2 separate regions of the Mus musculus genome follow, and region 1 is linked to region 2. The links are chromatin contacts, called in public Hi-C maps. All regions are on one chromosome and are shown on one strand. The core of a region is the stretch at or near the end of the contact, and the rest is flanking DNA. Distances in the headings are between cores, read along the strand shown. Region 1 overlaps Faf1 (Fas-associated factor 1). Region 2 overlaps Faf1 (Fas-associated factor 1).

The links. Hi-C and Micro-C count contacts between places; a contact is called where the count stands out from the background.
Region 1: a contact with region 2 is called in a Hi-C map of the HPC-7 cell line, with 2.7 times the contacts expected there. The contact joins two enhancer-like sites. A contact is called at or near these places in 10 of 39 promoter capture datasets (3T3-L1-derived adipocytes, the C10 cell line, the HPC-7 cell line and 6 more), 2 of 15 datasets of contacts at CTCF or cohesin (the NIH/3T3 cell line and pro-B cells), 25 of 484 Hi-C or Micro-C datasets (CD4 T cells, CD8 T cells, the G1E-ER4 cell line and 13 more), 1 of 115 datasets of contacts at active chromatin or transcription factors (embryonic basal ganglia) and 1 of 9 other capture datasets (embryonic trunk).

The regions. Positions count from the first base shown.
Region 1 is chr4:109,935,430-109,938,208 of GRCm38.p6, reverse strand. It overlaps Faf1 (Fas-associated factor 1), which reads right to left. Exons shown (of 19, transcript NM_007983.2): 18 at 2,511-2,726. Among named protein-coding and RNA genes, the nearest start is that of Dmrta2, 41 kb to the left of the region's middle. Within about 2 kb of position 1,443, at least 1 of the 459 cell types and tissues checked has an H3K27ac peak or open chromatin away from gene starts, as enhancers often do. A contact at or near this core is called in the HPC-7 cell line, where this site is marked.
Region 2 is chr4:109,759,261-109,762,319 of GRCm38.p6, reverse strand. The region is part of intron 7 of Faf1 (Fas-associated factor 1); the gene reads right to left. Among named protein-coding and RNA genes, the nearest start is that of Faf1, 84 kb to the right of the region's middle. Within about 2 kb of position 1,554, at least 53 of the 459 cell types and tissues checked have an H3K27ac peak or open chromatin away from gene starts, as enhancers often do. A contact at or near this core is called in the HPC-7 cell line, where this site is marked.

The DNA.
Region 1 (2,779 bases), core at 194-2,693, 180 kb before region 2:
GTAGGCAGCAGGCCAATGAATCCCCTGCTTCTTTTCAACAGTAACATTTCAGTCTTGTGGGAAGAAGTGGTTACTGCTATAGAGAAAATCTAGTTTCTTTTAAAAAAAAAACATCCTTTCAGTGGCTGGAGAGATGGTTTGGCAGTTAAGGACACTGGCTGCTCTTCCTAAGGACAAGGGTTCAATTCCCAGCATTCATTTGGTGGTTCACTGATCCAATTTCCTTTCAGGCCCCAGTGGCACTGCATGCATGTGGTGCAGACATGAGCATGCAGGTAAAACAACCATACTCATAAAAAAAAAAATTAAATCTCAAATCCTGCCAAAATTAACTTTGAAAATTAAATTCCAGCTGGGTGTAGTGACTCACACCTTTAATCCTAGCACTTGAGAGGTGGAAGCAGGTGGATCTCTGTTTGAGTTCAAGGCCAGCCTGGTAATATAGAATGAGTTTCAGGAGAGAGAGAGCTACATAGTGAGTTCAAAGCTCACTATGATCTTGAAACCTTTGACAGTAGCTTCTTCACCAACATCTGGATGTGTGGCATAACATATGCAGGCATATTTATGTCTATCATAAATGAAGGAGAAGAGCTCAAAGCAGTAGTTGGGAGCGATGAGAGAAGGGAGGACTGATGACTACCACTTAATATTCACTCTAGCTTTCTGAGCTTATTACAGGTAAGAGGCAGGCTCTTCACCTTATCCAGAGAGGATATATAGCCTGGTAGTTAGCTAAAAATACACCATTGGTTTTGATTCTATTCTGCAAAACTGACTGGTAATGTGAAGGATTTGTACAATAAGCCCTAGCTAAACTCTTGATTCTGATATGTTAAATAAAGTCACTTCAGAATAAAAAAATTAAGATTTACTATGTATCTTAGTTGATAGAAGTTGAGAACTGAACAAGTCTCATTCCACATTTGATGTAAAGCGAGGACACTGGTCAATAGAGTAGTTTTTACTCTTTCTTTTTTTTTTTGGTTGTTCAAGACAGGGTTTTCTCCATGTAGTCCTGGCTGTTCTAGAACTCACTCTACAGACCAGAGTGGCTTTAAACTTGGTGATCACCCTGTCTCTGTCTCCTTGTTGCTGGGATTAAAGGCATTTGCCACAACCACTTAGCAGGCCTTGCTATTTCTAAAGAGAGGAAAATCAATACTTCAGTCATGAGATATATTTTTCCTAGAAAATGCTTCCTTAAATGAGGCCAAATCTGCCTCCTTTAACTTCCTTTATTAAAAGGCTTTTTAACCAATTCTCTAAGAATTACACATGATATATTTTTGATTATCTTCATTCCTCCCATTCCCCTTCCTGTCTGCCACCGCCTGCCCCCTTAAAGTCACCAAGTCCAGTCTGTGCTACCCACACACTCTTGGTTGTGTGGCCCACAGACTCTGCCTTTATCAGAGCAGCTTCATTTCTGCAGGAGATGGTGAGTACAGAGACCCTCAACTGGTGAAAGTGCACTTCCTCTTTCAACTCACTGGCCTGGGTCTGTGCACCAACTATTACAAGAAAGTCAGAATCTTTGTCATGGTAAGCCTTCAGAAGCTGAAGACAGTCTCGGTGTCTCCCAAGATCTTTCCTTTTCCAGAGAACATTTCCTCAAAATACACGATCTCCAGTCTCATTAGCCCTGGACACTAGATAGGCTCTTACCATTTTAGTCTCCTGTTTGAGCATGAAGCTTAAGAATTCTCTCAGGGTTAATCTATTTTAGTGAAGGCAGAGTTGAAAAGGACCATTTAGTTAGCTGGGTTTACACCTCTAAAAATGCAGCTATCTTTTCTGTTGACAGTCATAATACATTGCTAGTATATATTTACCTTAATTCAACATAGAGGTATGAACTTCTATATATTTTCATAAAAATCCATAAAATATTACTTTGTCCATAGTTTCAGTATTTACGTTGCTAATAAATTTGGTATATAGCAAAAGTTTAAATACACAGCCTGTCAGTTTCCTCCACGGAGATGATAGGCAAGATTTCCTGTGCACAAGCACTTAATCATCAGTGGATCTATCTGTATATTTCTACTCACCCCAGAATAGTATAAAATTATTTACTATCTTGCTATAATACATGCTATGACTATAAACATTCATCCTCAAAGTTAGTAAAACTATCAGATCACAGAGAAATCTTAGCTTAACATAATGCCCTCTTAGTGGAACTATAATTGTGTTGACTCTATCCCAATAATTAAGCTGTTAAGCACAATTCTTATCATACCCTGAGGTATACAAAGATGAAAGCCTGTTAGGCTAGTTATACATCTAGAAAGTAGTGACAGAAGAAAGACCTAAGATCTAATTTTTAACATAGGTTTCTGGAAATATCTGCTGGCCTGGGAAACCCAATCTCCATAAGCCAAGGAGGGAAACCAAGAAGGACTTGTGGGAATTTTACAGTAGCCCACACCACTCAGCTTTTCATAGCTTCCTTTTTCTGGCACCCATGAGCTGAAAGCATTCTTTGAGACAGGAAGGGAACTTACATCTCTCCTAGGAAAGGTGCTCAGTAACTTGAATTCATCCCATGGAAATCCCTTGGAAGCCACGAAATCAAAGACAATCTGGAGCTTATTGCTGGCCAGGAAACGCCGTTCCAGGAACTCGCCACTGGGGGTTCGAATCCGAAGCTTGCTAACAGGCTCAGCATTTTCTTCCTTCGGCTCTGGAGGAAGGGCTTGTTCTAAGGAGAGTCTGATGGCCTAGGAAGATAAAATTGGGCATTAAAAGTAGCATAGATGGACTTACGGAGAAT
Region 2 (3,059 bases), core at 305-2,804:
AACCTGAGACCAGTAATATATGTACCTCATATTCTCCATATTTGGAAAGGTGAAAAAATGGCTTGAATTCATGCCTGGTTGTTAAAATCATCTTACATTCTTACTAAGATGTCATTTTTTTATTTTAAGTTTTAAAAAAATGATATATGCTAATTAAAACTGCTCATTCTAATTGAGTTAATATATGCCATTTATCTTGCAGCAAGAACAAACCACTTAAACTTTTAATTAAGTAAGCACACAACTTAATTTACCCTCTTGCATATGAACATTCTCAGCTACCTCACTCTTTCTTCAATTCTTTGCCAGTAGCTCCCCACCCCATAGTGGAAAACAAACAACCCCCTCACCCATCCCCCCCCCCAGAAAAGGCACCTAATACTTCAAAACATTTAAAGAAAGGACACAACAGTTAAGTTATAATCTATTTGCTAATAGAAAGTGCTCGCTAATATAACTTGTGAAGAACTACAAATTTCAAAACAGTTACTGGCCACAAGCCTTAGCTTACAGTCCAAAGCACACATTAGTTAAGATGAGAAAGCACCAAGAACAGACCAAACACACACAAAAATAGCACAAGGTTTAAATTTCAGAATCAAAATTAACATCCTAATTTTGCAATTATTTTTAAGAATTGGTATGATTTCCTTAGACACCAATTCTAGCACAATTGGTCTCCCACTTAATCATCAGTTTGTCTATATAACATGGCACTAGTAGTGAAATGTGCTACTTGCTCCCTGTACGATATGGCTTCATGGGCTGTCAATTTTCCCCATTCATTCCCATTAAGAACTAAATCAACATTAATAAGAATAGTGAGAATTCTAGGGTAAAGTGAAACTTAGAAGAGGATTTAAATAATTCCAATAGCTATTCATTGCACTTCTCACTGTAATAGATAAGTAATACTCCATGATTCTGCACTAAAAATACTTAAGATTTCTTATCTTTGTTTTTCAGATCAGGTGTATGCTTCTTAAGTTTATATGACATCTACAAAAACGTAGAAATTTGCCTAACAGAAGCTTTTGCAATAATAAGGCAGACAACAAAGAATCAGTTTCCAAGAAAAGTTGGCTTGATTTCAGGGACTTTATATCCTTTTCCACACCTGGGCTAAGGATTTGCAGAGGCAAATCAGCCTTTCTTCCCTTGTGTTAGCCCACCCCAAGTGCATTTGAAACCACAGATTTTTAAATTATTAGAATCTTTACAATTAATTGTTTAAAACCTGTGAACTCTCAAGAGTAGAAAACTGATTAAAATAAGATAGGCTTGTTTAAATTTTGAAGGAATTTGAGTATTTTAAAGTGTGATTAATACTAATTTAGAGTGCAAATTGGTAGAAAGTTGGGGTTGTCATAATGTTATTACAATATTACTCGATAATTTTCTGATGTATAGTGTTATCGTGAAAGAATAAGGATTTTACTTCTTATAACTACTTGCAACTATCTCCATTTTAACCATCTCTAGAGGTTACTGACTCTCCTCACATAGAATATGTAAGTTGAAAAATCTGTAGCGAGCTTAAAACAAGAATGAAATCAAAACCAAAACCTAGTACCCAAAGGGAAACAGTCCCTTGTTGTAAAGCAGCAGGCTCAGAGCCGGATGAGCCAACACTTGCAGGAACACCAGCCTCACCACTAATTTCCTGACCACATGCTACTGAAAATATATTTGAAATTCTAACTATATCTTAGCAGTAGTCTAGAAATCAGTACTTTCAAAGGTTTATTTTGTTCAATTAATAGTTACAAGCGGTGCTAATTTCAGTCTTACTCACTTCATAGTTATCTGAGTAAAAAATACTGTAAAAGCTTTTAAAAATTCAAGACTTTCAAAGCATTAAGAATGTTTTACCTAGAAAATGAAAATAATTTATGCATTATTTATTGATGAGATGTTTTTAATCTACTCCTTTAAGCTGTGTGTGTGTGTGTGTGTGTGTGTGTGTGTGTGTGTGTGTGTCTGTGTGTCTGTGTGTTAGTGACTACAATTTATTTTGGGGCTTACTACTGAAAGAAGATTGCTAAAACTGATGATGGATAAATTTACAATTTAGAATCTAGAACATCAATAAGCTTCCACATTAAAAACAAAAATACTAGTATTAACACAGAACTACAAATTGTTTCAAAATTGTACACTTCTCTTAGTGCAATTAAACTGACTTACAGTAGCTTAGCAAGAAAAAGGCACTGAGTTGCCAGGCTGTCCACAGGAGCACCTTTCCTTCCTGAAACCACCCTCTGCACTGGATCCCACTGGGCCAAGGAAAAGCCAGGGAACTATGCTCAGCCAGTCGCTCCACAGCCGTCATCAAAGTTACACAAGATAAATAAAGCAGTCCATGTGGAACTGTCTACTCACAGTACAACAATTTTCACTAGACACAATATTTTTTTCTTAATAACAAGAATTTAGAAACATTTTAAATTAATTTTTAAAATTAAACAGGAAAGAAAAGCTATTACCAAGAAATACACAGGAATATGTCATTTAAAAGACGCTCCTCAAGCACTTTCCACAAGATATTTAGAAATGATAAGGAACAGATTTCAATGTTTTGAAGTCCTTGACACTTAAAATATATTTGATAATCTAAATAATATACCAGAGAACAGTTTCTGCCAACTGTGGCACGCAATGGCACATTTACAGAATTTTAAATATTTCTTTTAATAATTGATGTAGTCATTTTGAATCATTCTGCATAGGATATCAGGTGTGAGCAGATTGCATTAACATTGCTTAAACATTTCAACTTGTCAGTATGGCCAACTCGATTTCGGAAATATTTGCAGTATTTTCCCATCGAAACAGTAATAAAGGCAAAATAAATATATGCCACTACTTTATAATCACCGAACATTAATGAATATTTTATGTCTTTTTAAATCTCCCTGTTTAATTTAAAAGGGTGAAATTAAGTCTCCTCGCTGCAATATGCCAATTATCTGTAAATCAAACAATAACTTGGCCATTATGCTCCTTTTTGTTAATATAAGAGAAGCTAATTTGAAAACACTGAGTGGCATTTTTAGGCT